Regions from separate parts of the Sus scrofa genome. Here region 2 is linked to region 1. A link is a contact called in public Hi-C data. All regions are on one chromosome and are shown on one strand. The core of a region is the stretch at or near the end of the contact, and the rest is flanking DNA. Distances in the headings are between cores, read along the strand shown. Region 1 overlaps MAP10 (microtubule-associated protein 10). Region 2 has its middle 25 kb from the start of SIPA1L2.

Region 1 (6,059 bases), core at 1,879-4,378:
TGCTTTTACTGCACCCCAGCCAGAGACTATGCCAGATACTAAGACCATATTGGTGGACAAAACAGAAATGGTCCCTTCCATTACATAACTTACAACATATTATGAAATAAACATTAATCACACACAGAAACTGTGGTATAAAAAATATGAAGCACAACAGCATATACAAAGGACTTCACCTGCTGGAGATATGGAATGTGTATGTGTCCAGGAAGACTTCTTAAAAATTAACATCTATATAAAACTGTAAGCTCTCAAAACTGCAGGGGCTATATCCTAAATTTTTTGTACCTTTCTGCATCTCATACAGTAAGTCTTTTATATTCACTAAATGATTTATTCCCATTAAAATGTGAGGCTATCCTTATTAACCAGCCTTTTCTCAATGCTGTGCATGAAGTCAGCTTTAGGATGACTGATATTTTGGCATACTTTAATAGAGACAGTTTAGGAAGATACTTTTATCTTATAAAACAACTTACCTAGGTTATAAGGTGATCACATGATCTTTGTCAGATTCAGTGGTAGAATCCTATTTACCCACCAAAGGAATGACAAACATTTACATTCTGAAAAAGAATTAGTCACATAAATTTATGTACTAAAAATAATGTAGAGCTATTAAAAACTGTTTCACTAACAGTACACACAGTTTATAAAAAATTAAATGTTATTTAAAAGCACATACAGGATTACACTGTATATCCTGGAAGTTTATTTACTACTAATTCACAAATATCTTTGCATTGCTTGGAAATGTTTAGTGGACCAATGTCATCGCTGTCTTCTTCAAAGTGATGTGATGTACTGCTATCCAGGACATTAAGTTCTAGTTCTGACAAATTAGACGGCAGATAAGAACTCACTTGAGATGTCCGAGGTGACTGGCTTTTTTCTGAGGACTTGCAACCAGTTCTTGTTTTAAGTTCAGTAGAGCTGCCTTGATCCCTTTTTATAACTTTGTGCATAAATGTCTGGTTTTCTTTTTCCTCAGTCCAAAGTGATGAAGAGAAATCACTAGTAGAGATACGAGATGCTTCCTCCAAACTTTTATCTTCAGTCTTTGCAAAGTGAAATCTTTTATTTGAGAGTAATGGTGATCCAGCTGAAAAAGGTGGGCTAAGAATAGAACTCTGTTCACTGCTATTTTTCCTCATGGACAATCTTGTTTCACTCGACTTACTTGTATGTTGACTATGCTTTGGATTTTCTGTCCCTGGACTGTTATCACGAGCTTGTAAAATTCTGTTGCTGTCTTCAGAACAGCAAGGGCTGGTGAAGTCATCTGAATACTTCATCTCTGAGATGCTTTCACAGCAACTACTTTTACTTGGATTCTTTTCACTCATATATGCATCAGCAGTAGGAATGTCATTATCAATGGTTCTGACCTGCTTATCACCTAGCTCTTCACCTACTATAGTTCTGTCAACAAGTGCAACCTCTTGGAAAACACCCAAACTGTGGACTTTCACTTCCCCTTTCAGAATGTCTGCATGAACAAATTTTTCTGAGACAATCGAATTTGAAGAATCCACAATTTCTTCCAATAAATCATCACTGGTTCTATTTTCACCACAATCAACTGTCTTTTCAGTTGCACATTTCAGCTGAGTTTCTTGAGTTGTGCTGGAGTGATCCAAAACTACACTAATTTGCTTTGAGGTATCACTATTTCAGCAAAAAATGCATCTGATTCATTCTTATCTTTAGGCAGTTGATGTTGTTCTGCAAAACTGAATACCTTAACTTTGGATGATGGAATTCTGAGTTTTGCATCTAACATCTGGGCTTGCATTTTTCTATACTGTTCTCTCTTTTCGTGTACTGCCAACATACCAGGGTTTGTTTGCTTTAAACGTAGTTTAAGTGTATTTGTTAAGCCATAAAGTAGCTTTCCCTTTGGAACTCTTTTTGGGAGGGCACCACCTTTCTTTTCAAAATGTTTACCTTTCTTGAGATTTTCAGTTTGGCTCCTTCTATACTGAAGACTCACTGTCTTTTCCTTTTCCCCCCGAAAAAGCTCATCCTTCTTTGATTCGGATTTACATGTGGATTTGGCAGAAAATTCTGGCGACCTCTTATCCTCAGTTCTATATAACCAGGCTAAGTGAGGGTGTATATGAGAAGGGCTTGCCATGGGTTGGCTGTATAACAGGGACAACTCAACCAACAAAGCATTTAACAAAGGCAGCTGCCTTATAGTATTAATTCTATTTTGTTCACTCTGAGGAGGGTATGTAGTTTGGTTACTGGCTCCTGTATCCTGAACATGTGGAAGATTTATAAGCCCAGGAGGCCTCTCCTGCGTTGCAGAATTTGTATGTTCTGAAGGATTGGTATGTGCTGGGGGATTTACAAGTTTTTCTTCAGGAAAAGTACCATCCAGTTCCTCAGATGCGTTCATTTGAGACTCAATAGTAATTTTACCCTGTTTAGGAGGTGTCTTTTCTTGGGTCAGATGAGTGTAATACAGAGGAGGAGGGCAAATTATGTTGGTTTCCATGTCCAACTCTGTCTCTTCCTGATCTGGGGGGCTAACGCGCCTCTCACTGCTAGCATTTGAACAAATAAGAGAGTTGGTTTTGCCATTCTCCACAGAACCTGTGTTACCAGACTTGGCCTTACTGTGGTCCTTCAAATCCTTCTGTGCTGTTGAGATGTTCACATCCACCAGAGGCTTATCAGCATCTCCTGGGTGTGGCTCTGAGTTCAGCTGCTTCGGCTGCTGTTTCTCCTGCAAGGTCTGGGAACTGACCTCTACTGCCACTCCGACTCCCGTGGAAGTGACTGGCTGCTCCAGATGACCCAACAAGCTGCTTCCCAGATCAGTCAGACGGTAGCCCAGGGCAATGTCCCCAATCCGCTCCCCCTCTTGGTTATGCAGAGGGAAGCTTCCCCGATAACCCTGGGAGCAGCCGGAGGCGGCGGGCCCCAGGACCCTGCGGGCTGCAGCGGCCAGAGAGATGCTGCAGGCCCCCAGGAGCAGCGGGGCAGGAGTCGGGCGCCCAGGGCGGAGCTGCAGCAGCAAGGTGTAAAGCGGCGTCTGAAGAAGCAGGCGGTGCAGGGTGGCGGGGTGCAGGCGGAAGAGACAGGATTTGCCGCGACCGAAGCTGACCAGGCCCGGTCGAGGTTCGGGAGCGGGGGAGGCGGGGCCGCCGGGAGGGTAAACCAGCAGCGTGGGGAAGTCCAGCAGGCGGAAGGCCACGGCGAGACACAGACCGCGCGAGCGCCGCGGCTGCGATGCCTCTTCTGCCTCCGCCTCCTCTTTCTCCTCCTGCTCCTCCAGCGCGACTACGGGCTGCAGAAGCAGCCCGGGTTCAAGGCGTACCCAATCGACGAGCAGTTCCAGCGAAAACAACCGCTCAGACAACTCGGCCGCCATTGCTGTTGACCCAGGAGATGCTGCAAGCTGCAAGCTGGTGCTTAGTTCTCGCGAGAAACAGGAAGAACCCGATGTTTCTCTTGTTCTCTCGCGAACTTGAAAAGATGCCGCTGCTTGTCAGAGCTGAGATTGCTCTGGGAACTTGCCGTGCTCAAGGTATAGTTTTGCTTTCTAGGCTATGTTAGCACAATGCTTAGGATAATGTTGAGGCCATAGAATGACAAAAGTAAAAAAGAAAGTCATTTTTTGGTTTCGATCACATTTTATCACTGCTAGTCCCACTCAATCTTGGAGGCAGGTCAAATCTGTCAGAGGAATAGTGAAAGTAAATCAGGGCTCCCTTTCCAAACTCCCGAGTAAGGAAAGCCAGTTGACTGCCCACAGTCGGCCTTCTCTGCTGCTGCTCTACCCAGAAGGTGATGACAGTGCTCTGAAGCGGCCCAGGAGCCTCTCTGAGTGTGGTAGTAGAGGGACACACACAGTGTGGCCACATTTCCAGCTGAGCTGTCGTGGTATAAGAGTTATGTTAATAATTCCAGTTCAACAAAACTAGTTTCTCTACACAAACACGGGTGGGAGAGTCTCACTGCACTGTCCCAGATTTTCAAGGAGACATAGTTCTAACCTCAGTAAGCTAGCCAGCCAGGTGGAAACAAGTCTGATAGATGGAAAGTAGTGAATGCCATAGCAAGGAATTAGGACTTCTTTATAAGTTGTTTTCAGTGAATACCTGTGATTATATTGATGTTTGGAAACGTAGCAGCACAAAGGTTGGATTCAACTAATAAGACATTGAATTCAGAGCATTCTTTTTAGAAGGCTATTGCCATGGTCTGAGTGAGAGATCATTGTGGCTGAATGTGGTTAGGGTCAGTGGAGTTGAAATAGAAGTGACAGTCACAAGAGGCCTTTGTAATAGCAGAGTTTAGAATTTGGTGACCATGGGAGAGAAGTTTATGGGTGAAAATTTTCTGCTACTGAGGGAGAAAAAAATTGAGTTGGCACAGATTTGATTTTTAAAAGTTACTTTGGGTTTAGGGCATATGTAAAGTTTGAGATGCCTGCTAGACATTATGTGATATGTCCGACTTTAGACAGCTTTATAATTTATCATTGTTATACTGCATTGAAGCTCAAAAGAGCATGTGACGCTCCCCTACCCTCCCCCGGAAAAATTCAGGATTGTTGGGATGTGGTGCTTAAGTGTGAAGTTGTGAAGGAAATTTCATTGCAGAATAAATAGAAGATAGTGCTCCTCCTTCAGAATCTTACTGCCTACTTGCAAGAAAGCATATATCAAGTGACATACTGAAGAGATGGATGACATAGAGGAATAAAACACATGTTTGCAACTAAAAAACAGTGAAGGTTTGGGTCCATGTGTGCCAAACAGAGTAGATAAAATTCCTCATGGAAGACATCCTGCAGTGACACAGAGCAGTAAAGCACATGTTCACAAGTGAAAAGCGATGAGGTGTTGAGTCCATGTGTGCCAGACAAACACAGCAGATAAAATTCATCATGGAAGACACTCTGCAGGAAGTCTTTTGAGTAAGGTTAACAGTGTGGGATGTTAGTACTTGCATGGACAGGGAAATCAATGTGCCTCTCCTATAAGGACATTACTCCTATAATATATAGTTTCTTCAGGGATGATAAATTCTCTACACCACTGGTTCTATAATATATGAACAAAATTTTACAATCGTAAATAATGTTAAATGTAACGAGTACCACTTGACCTGTGACAGTCAGAAATTTCCAGTGTTCATAGATCAAACATGGAAAAATAGCATAGCGCACTGGCCGAGAGCCTGGGTTCTATAGGCAAACTACCTGGCTCAAATCCTGGCTCTGTGACCAAGTACCAGTTTCTTAACAATGTGTGAATCATTTTCCTTGCCCCCAAAATAAGGTAGTTTTAGTGTCTCTCTCATAAATAAAACTATGAAGTGAATTAATATTCACAAAATTCTTAGAACAATGCCTGGCACATAGTAAATGCTCGTTAAAATAAATGTTATTTTATTTATTATTTTCCATATGGCAGGTTTTTGTAGCTGAGTTTTGGTTTTGTGTTTTTTTTTTTTGTTTTGTCTTTTTTTTTTTTTTTGTCTTTTTAGGGCTGCACCTGAGGCATATGGAGGCCCCCAGGCGAGGGGTCTTAATTGGAGCTGTAGCCACCCGCCTACCCCACAGCAACTCAGGATCCAAGCCATGGCTGCGACCTACACCACAGCTCACGGCAACGCCAGATCCTTAACCCACTGAGCGAGGCCAGGGATCAAACCCGAAACTTCATGGTTCCTAGTCAGATTCATTAACCGCTGAGCCACAACAGGAACTCCATTAGCTGAGTTTTTTAAAGCACTTAGCTATGAGTTAGAATAAGTAGTTTATCTGCTATGGACTTATTGTTTTCAATCTTCAAAAGTTCCTGTGTTGTGTACTTTATCTTTCATGGTAGACAGCAGACAGCTGTTTGTCACAGGTAAACGCAGGGCTAGACCAGAGGCCATTATGAGTTGATTCACACTAATACTTTGAGAAAGAAGTCTGCTGTACAATGTTAACCAGTTTGAATTTTACTGTGAGGGCCCCGGGAGGCCATTGTGGGGTGGCCTGAATTAGGATGTCGTCAGTGGGCATAGTAAGAAATGGATGGACTCAAGAA
Region 2 (6,059 bases), core at 1,122-3,621, 120 kb after region 1:
TAGTGTCGATTCTTCTCTGAATTGTTTAACTTAGTTCGTGAAAACTGAGATGTGATTCTGCTGAGAAGCTAGAGGGGTGGCTAAGATGATTTTCCATGGTCCTTTTTAGAGCAATGTTTGTGTATTATTTTCACAGGCTTTGGGACTTTTAATCCTCAAGACATCCCCATTATGTAGGGATTATTAATCTCTGGGTACCAATGTGGATACCAAGTCTCAGAGAGATTAAGTTCCATAATTTGGCCTTGAACACAAGTTTACTGACTGCAATTCTCATGCATTTTCCTTTCTATTCTTTCCTTTCTTTCTTTCTTCCTTCCTTCCTTCCTTCTCTCTCTCTTTCTCTTCTTTCTTTCTTTCTCTCTTTCTTTCTTTCTCTCTCTCTCTTTCTTTCTTTCTTTCTTTCTTTCTCTCTCTCTCTTTCTTCTTTCTCTCTTCTTTCTTTTTTCCACACCCCCAGCATGCAAAATTTCCTGGACCCAGGATCAAACCAGTGCCACAGCTGTGACAATGCCGGATCCTTAACCCCTGGGCCACCAGGGAACTCCTCACACATTTTCATTGCCTCCAGCTCTACAACCATGTGAAAATATATGTGTCTCGTTCTCTTTTTATAAGTAAAAAGTAAACTGTGATGCATTTCAAGGAAGAACTTGCCCCATTGATTTCTCTCTCTGAGGCAGGGATTGAGTATCAGGGGCAAGTGGGTAGCCATGTGTGGTTAAGTGGAAATGTGAGTGGCATGTGGGCTTTAGGGAATAGCCTCTTTCATTTGTCTGTTTGTTCTCCAGCACAATCCTTTCCTGGATCAATCATATTTTCTATTCTTGGAGGACACGCAGGGGTGAGGCACATACTGCCTGTACAATCTTAAGGGCTGTCATCACCTCCTCAATTTGTACTTTGGGGTTTTTTAAATTTTTGCATTTTTCTTCCTGTCTAAAACTTAATGATCCAGATTCTGTCCTAACTCTGGGGCACAGAGATGCTAAGTCTTGCCCTGCATATAACATGGCTGTGCAAACATTGCCATGTCCTATTTGCTTACTTGGAATTGATCAGAGGATATTCAAAGAGATTTTAAAATTGTCTCCACAATTAATTTATGTAGAATGCTAAGTCTTCCATTACATACTTTGGGGTGAAAACCAGTTTAAGAGGAGGTTTTCATTTTTGGCAGAGAGACACACAACTTGAAATGCAGTCTAGAGATTACAGGATGACAGAATGCCCATTGTGGCTCAGGGGATTAAGAACCCGACTAGTCCCCATGAAGATGCAAGTTCGATCCCTAGCCTTGCTCAGTGGGTTAGGGATTTGGCCTTGCCGCATGCTGCGGGGAGTTCACAGATGCGGCTCGGATCTGGTGTTGCTGTGGCTGTGGCATTGGCCTGAAGATTATATGATGGCCGTTTTCCAATCTCCATTGTGTAAGGGAATTTATTTTCCATGCATAGCTTTCCTTTCTGATACATATACTGCAAATATTCTAAATTAAAAATAGGCCCCTCTTTCAAAGTCATACCTTGCCTTATTCCTACTGATACAGAATCTCTCTGAATGCTTCTACTTTGCTGTTAGCCTGGCTGTGTAGTGCCCTCATCTGTGCCTGGAATATAGCCACTGTGAATGTTAATAGAGTCAGCCCTCCTTACCCTACCTGCGCATTCCACATCTGGGAATTCAACCAAATCTGGACGGAAAATGCAAGGGAAGGAAGAAAATCTAGGAAGTTCCAAAAGGCAACCCTCAAATCTGTCATTTGCTGGCAACTATTTTCACAGCCTTGTCATCATATTAGGTAGTATAAGTAATCCAGAGATGATTTAAAGGATGTGCGTGGATTATGCGCAAATTCTATGCCGTTTTATTATTCAAAAATTTTTTATTAAAGTATAGTTGATTTACAATGTTGTGTCAATCTCTGCCATACAGAAAAGTGACCCAATCATACATATATACATTCTTGTTCTCATGCTATCTTCCATCATGGTCTACCCCAAGAGATAGGAAATAGTTCCCTGTGCTGTACAACAGGGTCTCTTTGCTTATCCTTTCTGCATGTAACAGTTTGCATCTATGCACCCCAAACTCCCCATCCATCCCACTCCCTCCCCCTCTCCCTTATGCCATTTTATATTAGGAACTTGAGCATCCTTGGATTTTGGTATTCTGAGGACAGTGGGGTGGGAAGGTGGGTGGTGATTCCTGGAACACTGACAATTAATTCTGGGGAGTGAATGCCCACAGAAACGGACCCCAGCTCCTAGGTTCTGAGCAGTTTTTTGCCCTCTTTTCTCCCAGGACCATCCTCTATGCTGGATCTGGGTCTGGCCCCTTGTTAAGCACAGAGTTGCCTAGGAACTTAAAATTGGCAACTGACTCATTCCAGTATGATACATTGTGGCTGGGAGTTTATGGAGGAAAAAAGCCAACCAAGGATGACTTTGCTTTCTTGGATGTTTTCCAATTCTGAGAATCTACGATGCCTCACAGAATTTGTTAGGAACGGAAAAGTAATAAATTGAATACCTTCCTCCAATCATCCTCAGTTTGAGATCAGATAAGAGGCTATCTTCTTACTTTATCTTTAGGATTTCATTCCATAATAACATGCCTGTCTCTTGAGTGATGCCATAGTTCATTGGCCTGGAGGCAGCTGGCTCAATACCACCATTACATATTTATGTGGTTTTGTGGGGAAGTGAAGATCAATAGCGGTCTTTCCAGCCATGTGACCATAATGATGGGTTTCTTTTCCTGCTTTATTTATTATTTATTAAATACCTCCTTGCGAACGACACCGCCTGGATCTTGAATGTGATTGAATGAGAGGTCTGTGTGTGGGCCTAACCCAGTGTGGTGATCTCACTGTGAAACTTCAGATTCTATTGAAATGTGTTTAAAACGATAGAAGCTACGCCCCTGGAGAACATTTTTTCGCGGTCCCTGTCATGTTTCCAGATGACGATGAGATCCAAAGTCAATGCAGCACATCTGTCTATTCTTTGGGAAGGTACCACGTTTAATTAGAAACACTCAAGCTTTTCTAAAGTCATCATGGAAACGCACCCAAGCAGAGACATACCCAGTGAGCAAGACTGAGCTGAAGTGTGTCGTATTGTCCTTGGACCAACCTTATGCTCACTGCTGAACACTTGGACTCATTCAAGGTAGGGCTGTGCCCAGCTGGCATTTTCACCAGATGTTGGGGAAGGAAGACATGGGTGTGGCCTTACCTGTGAAGGTGGGAAGCCTAGAGACATCCCGAAAATACAAACTGTGACCTGGCCTCCGTCACTGGCAGTGTCCATCAGGATTGGAGACCCAGAGAGAGAAATGCAGGAACTGGAGAGTTTTCTGAATCAGCTCTGTCCCTTCCCAAGAGTAAATGGAAGAGGTTGACATGGGCAAAGGGCCACACGTGAAGTCAGTGTGAGGGAGGTGCGGCCTCATACAGTGGTCATCCTTTCACCTGTTGTTTGAGGGAAAGGAGGGGGCTTCTTCTTCTTTTATCACTTTAAGGCCACATCTATGGCATAGTGAAATTCCCAGGCTATGGGTTGAGTCGGAGCTGCAGCTGCCGGCCTACACCACAGCCATAGCCACAGCCACACCAGATCCAAGCCACATCCTCAACCTATACTGCAGCTCGTGGCAAGACCGGATCCTTAACCCATTGAGCAAGACCAGGGATTGAACCTGCATCATCATGGACACTCAACCTGCTGAGCTAAAGGAACTCTAGGAGGGAGCTTCTATTTGGTCCTTGCTGAGGTGAAGAAGCCATTCCTCCAACGGGAGCCTAAGGGGCACTTCCTCTCTAGGGCTGTGTGTGTAGATGTTTCATGAAGGGCTGAACTTAACAGCACACACGATCAGACCTCCAGGTCAGAGGAGACCTGCTTGGTTTATGTACATGTTGTGTTGGAGTTATGGGGAGGAGGAAAGGAAGGGAGGGGAAGACAGTGTGACAAGGATGAGCTCGTCAATCATTGAGAGCCCAAGTGGAGGTGAGTCCTGCTGATTCTGAATTTATTCTTCCCTGGTGATGGCCTTCCTGGTGACAGGGAGGCATCCAGCCTGCCTGCACTTCCCCATAGAGATAAAGCAGCCTTCCCTCCAGTGTCGCCTGAAGGTTCTCCCAGGTGCCTTTGTTGCCATGGTTGCTCCTGAGCACACGCAAAATTCTAAAAATAAATTCCAAGTGAAACTTTCCAGCTGCCTGGAAAAAGAGCGTTTTCTTCTCTTTGTACTTGCATCCAATTGGCTCACAGTTGATATGCTCTGAGAAGCTGGATCTAATACAGATGCCATGCCCAGAGTCAGCAGATGGGCTGGGGGTGGAGAGAAACCTTCTGGGTGAAAGATTGCCAGGGAAGTCAAGTGGCTGGGCTCCACGACCTTGCCTAACTGTGTGCCCCTGGGCAAATCATGTCATTTCTCAGGGTCTCAATTTCTTTAACTGCAAAAGGCAAAGAGCCTAAAAGGAGCATTTTAACTTTAAGAATGCGCTAGTGCTTTCTGATTTTTTTGTTTAAAATATTTCCATGTGCTAGATCTGACTCCTTCATCAACCATGTAAGCTTTGGTAGCTGATTGTCATTTGCTAAATTCTTATCAAACGGAACTTAAAAAGTATACTTCACGTGACGTGATGTTAGAATTCATAAGACAAAAATTACACACGGACACCTAGGCTCTGGTCTGCATTTCTGTATCATTGTAAATTTTCTTTTCATTCATTCACCTTTTCTTCATTCAACAAATCATGCTGTGTTCTCACTGGGCATTGGGCTTTTATTCAGGTGGCACTGAGCTCAGTGCTATTAAGAAAAGGAAGTGCCGGAAAGCCTTAGGTATCAAATTAAAAGAACATAGAATTAGGAATGAGGTGAAATTAGCATAATAAGGATAACATATAAACATAAAACACGCAGACATTTTCTAATCATAAAAGATGTCTGTGTTAACTCTTAGCTGGAAAATCTCTAATAGTGTTTGAGTTTCTGTTGGTAGCAGTTCTGACATTATGCCATTTGATGTCTGAGTTAGAGTAATTATATTAGCCTGAGCTCTAAGAAGAAAGGCTTAAAAAAAAAAAAACACAAAATAAAGTATAACAAGAAATACGTTCATAAGTAAAACAGAAGTATTGCAGAGGCTATGTTATGTAGCTCATTAGTGCCAATAATATTTAGTACACACCAAGTGGGAAGGCTTCAACGATTCAACTAAAATCAACTTGTCATCTTTAGCAGTGCTTCTCAGGGAAGCAGCTACTAGAATTCTCCTAGTTATAGAAAAGAAACCGAGGCAGAAAAGGATAGCTAAGATTCTACCGTTATCGGGGGCTGTTTTCAGAAAGGTTTATGCTGTCTTTTGGTTTCACGTGCTCTGTATCCTTATGTGGAAGGATAATTACTGTCCTTTAAGAGAGAGTGTGAGGGGGATGGTCTTCCTTAACTAACTGGAGGTAAAGTAACTGTAACACGGTAAGCCAGCAGCCTCTGTTCTCCACAATTAACTCCTCTAGGCTTAGAAACCCTCCCTAAATTACGAGGCCCTGAAGACAGTGTAAGAATCTCCGTGGGAGGCAGGGAAAAACACTGACCTGAGGTAGGACAGAGCTTGCAAACTCGTGGGTTTGCAAGCAAATTTAGAAATAGAGAATTCCTTAAGAACTTTGAAAAATATTCAAACGGAAGGTCATACGTTGAAGCAGGGAGAAGCGGAGTCTTCTGCTAGCTACTGATATGAGGCAGAGAAACTGCAGACAGGAATGAAGGTTGGCATCTCCTAAATCTCAAACCACAAGTACGCCTAGGCTTCCACTTTGCCCTGTTGAAAACCAGAGTGGAATAAGCTGAATGAGTTTGGGGGGGTGTATCCACTTTAGGAACTGGCTAGTGAATCTGTTTCAGTCATTGGACAGGTCAAGGTCAAGGCTCGAGCTCAGAGGAGCTCTCCAGCAGCCTTCTGGAATTACCCTTAGCTTCACCTCGGTTGCTGTATTAGGGCAATTCACAGGGAGGTGCCAGAGATACCTCAGTATGTAG

What was found. A called contact is a pair of places that touch in the nucleus more often than the background predicts.
Region 2: a Hi-C map of fibroblasts shows a contact between it and region 1, with 2.5 times the contacts expected there. The contact joins two enhancer-like sites. A contact is called at or near these places in 3 of 47 Hi-C or Micro-C datasets (adipocytes, embryonic fibroblasts and fibroblasts).

The regions. Positions count from the first base shown.
Region 1 is chr14:57,968,938-57,974,996 of Sscrofa11.1, forward strand. MAP10 (microtubule-associated protein 10) reads right to left here. Exons shown (of 2, transcript XM_005670971.3): 1 at 1,681-6,059; 2 at 1-1,678. The coding sequence starts at 3,385. The coding sequence ends at 693. Among named protein-coding and RNA genes, the nearest start is that of MAP10, 6.6 kb to the right of the region's middle. Within about 2 kb of position 3,129, at least 70 of the 83 cell types and tissues checked have an H3K27ac peak or open chromatin away from gene starts, as enhancers often do. A contact at or near this core is called in embryonic fibroblasts, where this site is marked.
Region 2 is chr14:58,088,895-58,094,953 of Sscrofa11.1, forward strand. No RefSeq gene overlaps it. Among named protein-coding and RNA genes, the nearest start is that of SIPA1L2, 25 kb to the right of the region's middle. Within about 2 kb of position 2,372, at least 4 of the 83 cell types and tissues checked have an H3K27ac peak or open chromatin away from gene starts, as enhancers often do. A contact at or near this core is called in embryonic fibroblasts, where this site is marked.